Linked DNA regions of Mus musculus: region 1 is linked to region 2. The links are chromatin contacts, called in public Micro-C maps. All regions are on one chromosome and are shown on one strand. Each heading gives the region's core, a stretch centred on a gene start, on an enhancer-like site or on the middle of the called end of the contact. The rest is flanking DNA. Distances are from core to core; before and after follow the strand shown. Region 1 has its middle 59 kb from the start of Gadl1. Region 2 has its middle 110 kb from the start of D330037F02Rik.

Region 1 (4,777 bases), core at 280-2,779, 72 kb before region 2:
CATCTCAATTCCAACCATGTCCTGTTGGCCAAAATCCAGTCACTTGTCACCCCTAGCTTCTAGGTGGTCTGGGGAGTATCTCCTCTGATCCTCCAAATGTGGGGGGGGGGTGGAGATCAGTCTTTCCAAGGTTTCACCAGCAAAGAGCAGACTGGGACTTGGTGCACAGCAAGGCTGTCTATTCTGTTCTTCACGGGTTGCGCTAAAGCTTTCCAGTGATTGCCTTCAGCAAATTGAATTTGGAAATGCAAGTGCAATCTCAAGTAATGTGTGCTTGAGAAACAAGTGCCAATTACTCCCTGTAAAAAAACAAGAAAGTACGGTGCTTCACGGGCATGGACAGAGGGAGTTGTGAGCCCTATCTAAGCTATTGTGGTCAGAGCCCCTACCTCAGTTAATGAACAGAAACACCTGTCATTCTTGGCCAGGATGAGTCCAGAGCCACCCGAGTTTTGAATTATCACAGGCTTTCAGTAGCGCACCTGTCACATAAACTGTAGCCACCAGTAATTCTAATTTCCCTCTCCGTGATCCCACGTCCAGACAGTTCTTTCAGAGCAAAGCAGGTCTTGTCAAAACAGCTGGTACATCTCCAATCAAACTGCCAGTTTCAGGAAGATGGGGTCAAAGAAAATCGGATCCTCCCCTCTGCTGCTTTTCACTTCCATTATTAAGTAGAGTAACAATGGGCACATGAGCAGGCGGGATAAAAGAAAAACTTAAATGGGAATTTCAAATTTACATTTTGAGTTCAGGTGAGAAGCCCCCAAATGGAATTGCAAATGCATGTGTATAATTGCCTCCACCTGGAAACCTGATAAATACCACAACGAAAAATTGTCCCAGGCTGAATCTATATAATGTTTACGCTGAGTACAGACTGCCCAACTCAGTCCATGGACAAATGTCATAGGCTTTACAGGCCATTCAGTCTCTGACATGGCCTAACTGCTGCTAGAGCAACCCATGGGTCAGAGGTCAGATCATGGATGGGTGGATGGAGAGAGAGAGAGAGAGAGAGAGATGAGTGAAATCACCCATAGGTCAGTTAGAAGATGATAGACAGATATGGATACATGATAGATAGATGATCAGATAATGATGATAGACAGATGATAGGTATAGATAGATGGTAGAGATGATAGATAATAGATAGGTAAACAATTAACCCATAATGTATAACAAAGAGTTAAAAGATGAATGAATGAATGAATGAATGAATGACAGTTGGTTAGATATAGGTAACAGCTAGCAAGCTAAATGATCGTCAGCCAGCTGACAATCAGACTATCATAGATAATAGATGAGAGGTTATTAGATGATAGCTAATAGAAGTATTTTAAAGATTTATTTTCATTTATGTGCATGTGTGTGCTTGTGTGCATGCCACACGGAGGTGGCACTCGAAGAGGTGAGAGGTGTCAGATCCCCTGGAACAGGAGTTACTGGCAGCTGTGAGTCACCTGGTGTGAGTGATGAGACCAAACTTGGATCCACTCCAAGAACAGCAAGTGCCTTTAACCACTAAGTCACGTCACCAGCCCCAATAATAAACTGGATAGACGATAGAAAGATAACAGATGGTAATAGAGTGACGGGTCGGTAGACAGATGAATGGAGAGATACACTCTATTGAAACCACGTTTTATGAAGTCTGTGCTTCTGTGTGGAAAAATCTTAAGAGAGATGCCTTCCTGGCCTGAAACATTCCTACACGGCCCCTGGGCATCTTGGTAAATGTATAGGACCAGCCGAAGTAAGGGGCCTTTGAGCTGCTGGCCTAGCATGCCCCACAGTGCTGCATGGACCACAGTCTGAGATGCATTCTGGAATGTGGAGGTTAAAATCGTCTGAAATACTCAACATCACCACATTGTTCTTCAAAGTAGCCAAACTTGTTTACACCCCAGCAATACTGGCTGCTTTTAAGCTCTACAAAGTCTTGTTTGCCAATAGCTATGATTTTCCAGTGTCTCCTAGGCTGGTCATTTGAGAGGTGTGAAATTGCGTCTTGTTTAATCTGTTCCTTTTCACTGAGAATGGAAAATTGACCATCATTTCATGCACTTATTATGAATTCTGTCTCAGACTGCTGTATGGCTCTTATCTGCTTTGGGGACATTTTTGTTATTGATTTAAATGGATATTTTTAAACAGAGGGATGGGTTGTGGATGTAACTCAACCGGTACCCTACCAGGCTTGGCTTACAGGCTCCGGGTTGGATCCCAGTACCTATAAAGGAGACATAGAGACACACATCTCTGTTCTCAATGCTTGGGACGTGGAGGTGAGAGGATGTATAGTTCAAGGTCAGCCTGGGCTACAAGAGGCGGTTTCAGAAAATATCAGTAGCACTCTTCTGTCAGGAAAGCCTTAAAAACTTGGCAGGCTTTCAGGTTGCCAACTAAAGATATTCTCAGGGGTTCATTTCAATAACTGTACCTGGTATTAATGATCTACCGCTGAGGAGTTTAAACATGCGGAGTCCATACATTATGCAAACATCACCCTGGCCAAAGGCACGTGGAAAATTTCCCTGCCACCTGCGATCAAGAAACAGTGCTGTGATTAATTCAGAGCTAAGGAGGAGACTCATTTGAGCAGTAAACAAAGTCTTGCCCTGTGGGTCAGCAGCTCCAGAAGGGTGGGAAGTGTTCAAGGACACAGGCTGCCCCATCTCTATGTGGTCTACTTCAATAGATAGGTCTGGGCCCAGCAGGTAAGGACTGTCAGTGTTTGTCGAATGAATTAGTGAGCGTAGAAGCTGGCCACTGGGGAGGATGGAATACCCCATGGAAATCTCTTAGTGTTGCTTTCATGGCTCTGGCTTTATCTTTCTCATTGAGACAACTGAAAATACGGATGAAGAAAATCTCACCCGATAAAGCTTTGAATAATGACTGAGTCCTGTGAAAAGGGAGTAGGAGGCCAGAGATACAACCCTATACATCTTCTGATAAAAAAAAAAGTTTATTAATTAATAAAACTTGTAAATTCCTTTCTACATTTTGTAGTGTCTTTTCAAGAAAAAAAAAATCTAATTATTATAGACACTTGTTCCTGCAACATGTTGACACATTTCCCCCATCTTGAAAAGTAAACTGGAGAGAGCTGGGTTTGTGACATGCATGCTTTCTGGGGTTGGGAGGAGACAGTTCTCGGTGATGAACCCACTCAGGGGTCACAGAATCCCTGGGGTGGGAACTTTCCATCCTTTGAGCTATCAATGAAGCCAGACTGAGAGCTGAGAGCAGGAAAGCCAGCCCCCAGTCCTCTGAGCCCGGATGCTGTCTTTACTTTTCTTTAACAAAGTGCCACGGTTTTGTCCATTACGTTTCTGTTTCTTTGTTTGCTTTCTTAAGACAAGGTCCCACAGTATAGGCCAGGATGGCCTGAAACTCGAGATGTAGCCCAGGGCGGCCTTAACATCATGGTGATCCCCATACTGCATCCTCCTAAATGCTGAGGTTTGGGGTTATTTTTAAGTGTGCGTGTGTGTGTGTGTGTGTGTGTGTGTGTGTGTCTTTGTGTTCATGTGTCTGGTTTTGCCTGTTGCTTGGTTGGTTAGCTTGGTTTGGTTTTTGTCTACTGGGTTTGGATTTCTTTGCACTATAGGCAGAACTCTACATATGACAGACATAACTACAAATACCTCTGAAAGTATTTTCCATTGTTTGGTCTGAGCCTTGATTTTCTGTCTCTTTACTCCTGTTTTCATTCTGGGCCAGGGCAGATGCAGTTACTCGGGTCCTTAGAAGTTCATTTTATCCTCCTCCTCCTCATCATCATCACCACCACCATCATCATCATCACCAACTCCATCATCATCATATCAACATCATCATAACATCATCGTTGTCATCATCATCATAAAAGTTTGTATATTTGTGCGCATGCATGTGCGTGTGCATGCATAAGTGTATGTGTATGTGCATGCGGGAGTGTGCACGCGTGCATGTGTATAAGCCAACGGTTAATTCTTCTTTATCCACCTTGATCTCTTTTTTCAGGGTTTCCCACTGGCCTGAAGCTTGCCAATTAGGTTAGTTTGGGTGCCCAGTGAGTCCCAGGAATCTGTCTTTGTCTCCCCAGCACCAGAACTACAAGTGTGTGCCCTCCGGTCTAGTTTTCATATGGGTTCTCGCAATCAAACTCGGGTACCCACCGCACAAGCAAACGTTGTATAGACAGTCATCTCCCCAGCCCTTGTTAGCTTTTAAGTCAAGTCATGCAAAGTCACCAAACAATAGAAATATATGTAGCAGCAATTGTCCTTTTAGGTCTTTCTAATTCACAGGGCTCTTAAAGCAAGATGCCAAGATGCAGTCCTCTGCCTCCACCCCAGGAGGCTCTGTCAATGGGACTGAGTTTCCAGATCTTACGTGAGGGCTCAGACCAGTCTCATGAGGAAGCTGGTATTCCAAGTGAAAAAAACCTTCCCGTTTTAGGGAGATGGAAGAAGGAGGAGGAGGGGAAGGAGGAGGAAGAAGAGGCAAAGGAAGAGAAGAAGAGGAGAGGGAGAAGGAGGGGGAGGAGGAGGAGGGGGAGGGGGAGGGGGAGGGGGAGGAGGAGGAGGAGGAGGAGAAGGAGGGGGAGGAGGAGGAGGAGGAGGAGGAGGAGGAGGAGGAGGAGGAGGAGGAGGAGGAGGAGGAGGAAACGAAGAAACCTGAATTTTTTTTCTTTCCTTTTCTTCTAGTGAAAGAAAAATATTCAGACACTTTTCAGCTTGGTCAAGATTAATAACTCATAATCTGACGATATTGGCTTCTGTTGGAG
Region 2 (4,800 bases), core at 1,023-3,522:
AGAAGCACGTGGCCTGGAGAAACAGCAAGTTCTAAGAAGTGGAAGATAGTAGTGTACTGGTAGATCTGCCCAATCTAGGCACACAGCATATATTCATATTAATTATGTTGTGTTTTCATTGCTGGGGCATATTTGGGTTGAGGTTTACTGCAACAACCAACCAGTGAACACCTTCCTCTGTCTGGCCTGAGGCCTCTCCTGGGAACTTCAGTCATCCTTAGCTGGCTTGTGACAAAAGGGACTGAAGTGGACATTTCTGGTTTCTTTGGAAACTCAGTTGTGTCGTGAGATTTTTTTTTTTTTTTTGTAGGATCTGTCTTGTGAGAGGATGTTTTGCTGAAGCAACAGGTACTTGAGAGGCCATGTGATGTTTGGAAAGAGTATAAATGGAACCCCACAGACAGTGAGAAGTCTCTCTCTCGCATTGCTGCTGGGCAACGCTTCGCTGGTCTCGAGTCATTGCTGGTTTTCACTGGTCTTCAGTTCACAGAGAGAAACGTGCCAAAGAACTTTTGTCGTATTCCGGCTGGACCTTGCCACTTCCGTTGACTCTCAGTGCTGATTCAGCGGAGCCTTGTGGTTTCTGCTGGATCTAGCCAGTGCTACTGATTTGTGTTTGGTGTTTGCTATTGGACTGGACTACTGGTATCCTGACAATGAAGAGTGGAGTCACCCCAGAGAACTACTTCTAAACAGATCCACACACCCGTTTTCCTATTAACCCTTCTCCCCAGCCTCTAGTCAGTGGGTTAGAAGGGAGGTTGAAGCATTCAAGAACCCTAAATATAAAAACAGGCAAAAGTACCTACCACAGTCATTTTCTACAGCCCTCTCACCAGGGTTAGGGGGTTACTTGACGTTATTCTTTACATGAATTGGCAGTTGGAGTGGGAGAAGAGGTTCCCACCAAGCTTAGCACCAATTAACAATGCCCCCAATACACACACACACACACAGAAACCTTTCCCCACCTAGTCAAAATGACACAAAGTGTTAATCCTCTAGATAAAGCCAAGGCTCCCTGCTTGTACCTGTACAGTTTCTTTCCTTCATGCCAAAGCAAAAGAACTCTTAGCTCCTCCTACACCATGCCTGCCTGGATGCTCCATGTTCCTGCCTTGATAATAACAGACTGAACCTCTGAACCTGTCCCAATTAAATGTTGTCCTTATAAAAGATGCCTCGGTCATGGTGTCTATTCACAGCAGTAGAACCCTAACTAAGACAGTATGTGATGGTGCATAATTGTTCAGCTTCTAGTGGCCTCTTGGAGTGATATCCAAATACTTTGCTTTGCCCTATAAGAATGTGACCTGCCAACCTCTCCGATTCCAGTAGGAATCTGTCTGACAGAATTTCCAGTCGAAGCTGGTCTTGACCTATTTATGTAGTCAAGGATGACCTTGAACTTCTGTGCCTCCTGCCTCTGCCTCTCAGGCATACAGCACCCACACCTGCTTTATGCACTGCCTGGGATGTAATCCAGGCAGGGCTTTGTGCGTAATCAACCAAGAGGGCTGCATCCCTGGCTCCTAATTCTTTATCCTTTATTTGCCAAGATTAATCCACTGAGTAACCCTGTTTGCAGCCTCTTGTTTAAGCAGGATTTATTTTGCCTTTTCAAACCAATATGATTTAAATGCCCACGTCATTTCTCACAGTAAACCTCCTCTATTAGTTTTCTGATAGTTTTAGATGGTGGCAGCCACTGCTGTCTTTGGCAAGGATATATCTCCATGGACTATAGTTGATATACCCCACCTCCATTCTCAGTGCTGTCACCTAGATAGCTTTAAAATCGGATGGCACGTGGATCCCTGGAATTCTGCCTTAACATGGTGGGAGTTTAACCTGGGCATCTGGGTTTTTATAAACTCTACTAAAGTTTCAATGAAAACTTGAGTTCCTGGGAAGAGGTTAAAGAATTCAGACCAACTGGAGACTGCCTCACAGAGCAAGTAAGAGCTGACGGGTGAGGTCAGATCTCCCAGCCTCCCGCTTGTGACAGTGTTCTGTGTGTGCAGAGGCATGGCTTTCTCTTTTCCGAAGGTCATTCTCTAGTCCCTGAAGCCCATTGCAGACCACTTCCCATCTGGCTGACAACTCCTCATAGATCATATGTGTAACGCCTGCTCTTTATGGTCCAGCCACAAAACAGAGGCCCCCATTACACAGAAGTCACACAGACTGTCGGGAAGCACAGGGCCATACTACCTGGGTGTGTCAGAGGCAGCCAGAGTGGGCCTTGGAGAGCTGTGGATTCCTGAGCACTGATGTGGGGCTGGCAGGCTGCTGGGCAGCTGTCAGCTATCACAACGGAAAGAGAAGCAGCATCCGGATAGCTGAGCTGAGCTGGCCAGCTTTATGTCCTGTCATGGTTGATGAGAGCGTGTACTCCACCATAAATCCTCAGTCTTCAGCCTGAACACTGCCCCCACGAGCAGCACATCACTCAGTCATAGGGATCTGATTTCTGAGCAATACAATGACAAATCCCACTATAAATTCAGTTTCTGCTTCTGGGACTGATAATGCATACCCAGGTGTTTCCTGGTTTTTTTTTTTTTTTGGAGGGGGGGTGGGGGGCTCCATTTTGTGCCTGTCCTAATCAGTATAAATTAGCAACTTGGCCTATTGTCTTCTGAAAGAAGAAGCCTCCATTGAGGAATTTTCTAGATCACATTGGCCTGTGGGTTTGTCTGTGAGGAATTGTTTTGTTTACTAATCGATCTAAGAGATCCTAGCCCAATTGGGCCGTACCATCCATAGGCGGTTGGTCCTGGGCTACATGGGAAAGCTAGCTGAGTATAGCCAGAGGGACCAGAGAGTAGCATCTCCCATGGTTTCTAGTTGAAGTTCCTGCCTCAGCTTCCGTCCTGACGTCCCTCAGTGAGGGACTAAGAAGGTTTGGTTGACATGTTCTCTTCCTCTCCTAAGCTGCTTCGGATGTCTTGTCACAACACAAGGGACACTGGGGCATCCTCCCAATTGTGTGTTTGTGTCACCCGTGTGCTCATGGGAGTCTCAGTTCTTCAGGCCTGCTATGTTCTCCCCCAAACCATAGCCCAGGCCCCGGGGAGCATGCTTTGCAACTTCAGGGCAGGCCGTAGGAAAGGTTGGGAACCACTGATCCAAGTCAAGATCGGCAGACCTGGGAAGCCGCTGCGGTGCAGGTTCTAGTCTCCACTCTGCAGTTCGATGAGTGAAAGACCTGAAAAAGCTCTCTCTGGGCCTCAGTGTCCCTCTGTAAAAATGGAACCCGACAGGACCCCTGCTTTCCTTACTCTCACCACGGTGTGTTCATTCCAATCCTGGCCTCAGAGCCAGGCCCAGCACCTGGTACAGACACGGAAGCTTTCTGTGGGTGTTCTAGAAGGTTCGTGATAGAACAAGGTCTAATTCTATAATTATCTTACTCTGTGTTTTCTGTAGAAACCCCCACTTCTCTAGTCACGTGACACACAATTGGCTTCTTAGTCACGTGATATACTGTTGGCTTCACTGTTTTCTCTACCTCCATTACCCCCTGGCTTTGGGTGTGGCCAGGTAAATGACTCCAGTCTAGTTGGGCTTCCCTCTCTGGCAGCTCTGCCACCCGCACACACTGAATGCATGGTAGTTAGTTCCTACTGTCAGGAAGAGGCAGTATTCATGTAGAACACAGCACTCCAAGACATTATACTCATAAGCAAAACTACCCAGCCAACCTGAGACCCTCAGTGCAATGTTCCAGCCAGCCAGGATCCATGGAACCCACAGAGACCCACAAACATAGAGTGGTGATAAATCCCCGTCTCATGAAAGAACTCCTGGGTGCTTTGTTAGACAGCAGCAGGTAGCTAGCACAGTCCTCCAGCAGTTTCAACTCCAAACATCGACGCCATACACCTCTGTCTCTCACCAGTGATGGATTTTTGTTTATCAATGATTCTTTTAAAAATCTCCACCCTCTCATGTAATCACTTGCTGTGGTTTGAACGTTAAATGTTTCTCACAGGCTCATGTGCAGAACACTTGGTCCCCAGCTGGTGGGGCTATTGAGGAAAGTTATGAAACTTTCAGGAGGTGGAGCCTCATTGGGGGAAGTGGATCCTTGGGGGTGGGCCTTGAGACTAGAAAATTATGCCCCACTTCCTGTTCAGTCGCTGTTTCCTGGGTTCAGATAAGACATGACAACAGGACTCTACCCCTGTTGTCACCATTTCCCCATCAGCTGGCATGTCTCCTATCAGCTCCTGCGCCAGTCAGGACGGACTGATTTATATCTGGACTATAAACCAGAACAAAGCCGCTCTCTCTTAATTGGCTTATTATTGGGTATTTGGTCACAGCAGTAAGATTAGTGGCTAGTGTGTAAAGCTCAAAAACTTGTAAAAGTTAGAAGTGTATTAAAGTTTGGAAACACTAGTGGTAGCATGGCCTGAGTTTTTACTGGAGCTTATATGAGTGTGTAAGTGACTGCTGAACTGGCACAAATCCCTGCTTTCTCATCTGCATCTGTGAGGCAGCACCCACCTGGCTGTAGCTAAGGATAAATCCAGACGAAGTTGAAGAGCAAGAATACATACTATATGCTCAGTCACTAATTCGTGTGTGTGTGTGTGTGTGTGTGTGTGTGTGTGTGTGGTGCATGCATATGTGTATGTTTATATATGTAGGTATGTGATATGTTTATGTTGTGATGTGTGTGTATAGTGTATGATATGTGGGAGGTATGTGTGTATGTTATCGGGTATGTGTTGTCTGGTATTTGTATGTGTTGTACAGTATGTGTATATGTAAAGTGGGGAGGTATAGGTA

Evidence for each region. A called contact is a pair of places that touch in the nucleus more often than the background predicts.
Region 1: a contact with region 2 is called in a Micro-C map of muscle stem cells, with 2.8 times the contacts expected there. The contact joins two enhancer-like sites. A contact is called at or near these places in 4 of 484 Hi-C or Micro-C datasets (cumulus cells, embryonic stem cells and muscle stem cells) and 4 of 115 datasets of contacts at active chromatin or transcription factors (acute myeloid leukemia, embryonic stem cells, extraembryonic endoderm stem cells and 1 more).

The regions. Positions count from the first base shown.
Region 1 is chr9:115,848,178-115,852,954 of GRCm38.p6, reverse strand. No RefSeq gene overlaps it. Among named protein-coding and RNA genes, the nearest start is that of Gadl1, 59 kb to the left of the region's middle. Within about 2 kb of position 1,529, at least 3 of the 459 cell types and tissues checked have an H3K27ac peak or open chromatin away from gene starts, as enhancers often do. A contact at or near this core is called in muscle stem cells, where this site is marked.
Region 2 is chr9:115,776,608-115,781,407 of GRCm38.p6, reverse strand. No RefSeq gene overlaps it. Among named protein-coding and RNA genes, the nearest start is that of D330037F02Rik, 110 kb to the right of the region's middle. Within about 2 kb of position 2,272, at least 7 of the 459 cell types and tissues checked have an H3K27ac peak or open chromatin away from gene starts, as enhancers often do. A contact at or near this core is called in muscle stem cells, where this site is marked.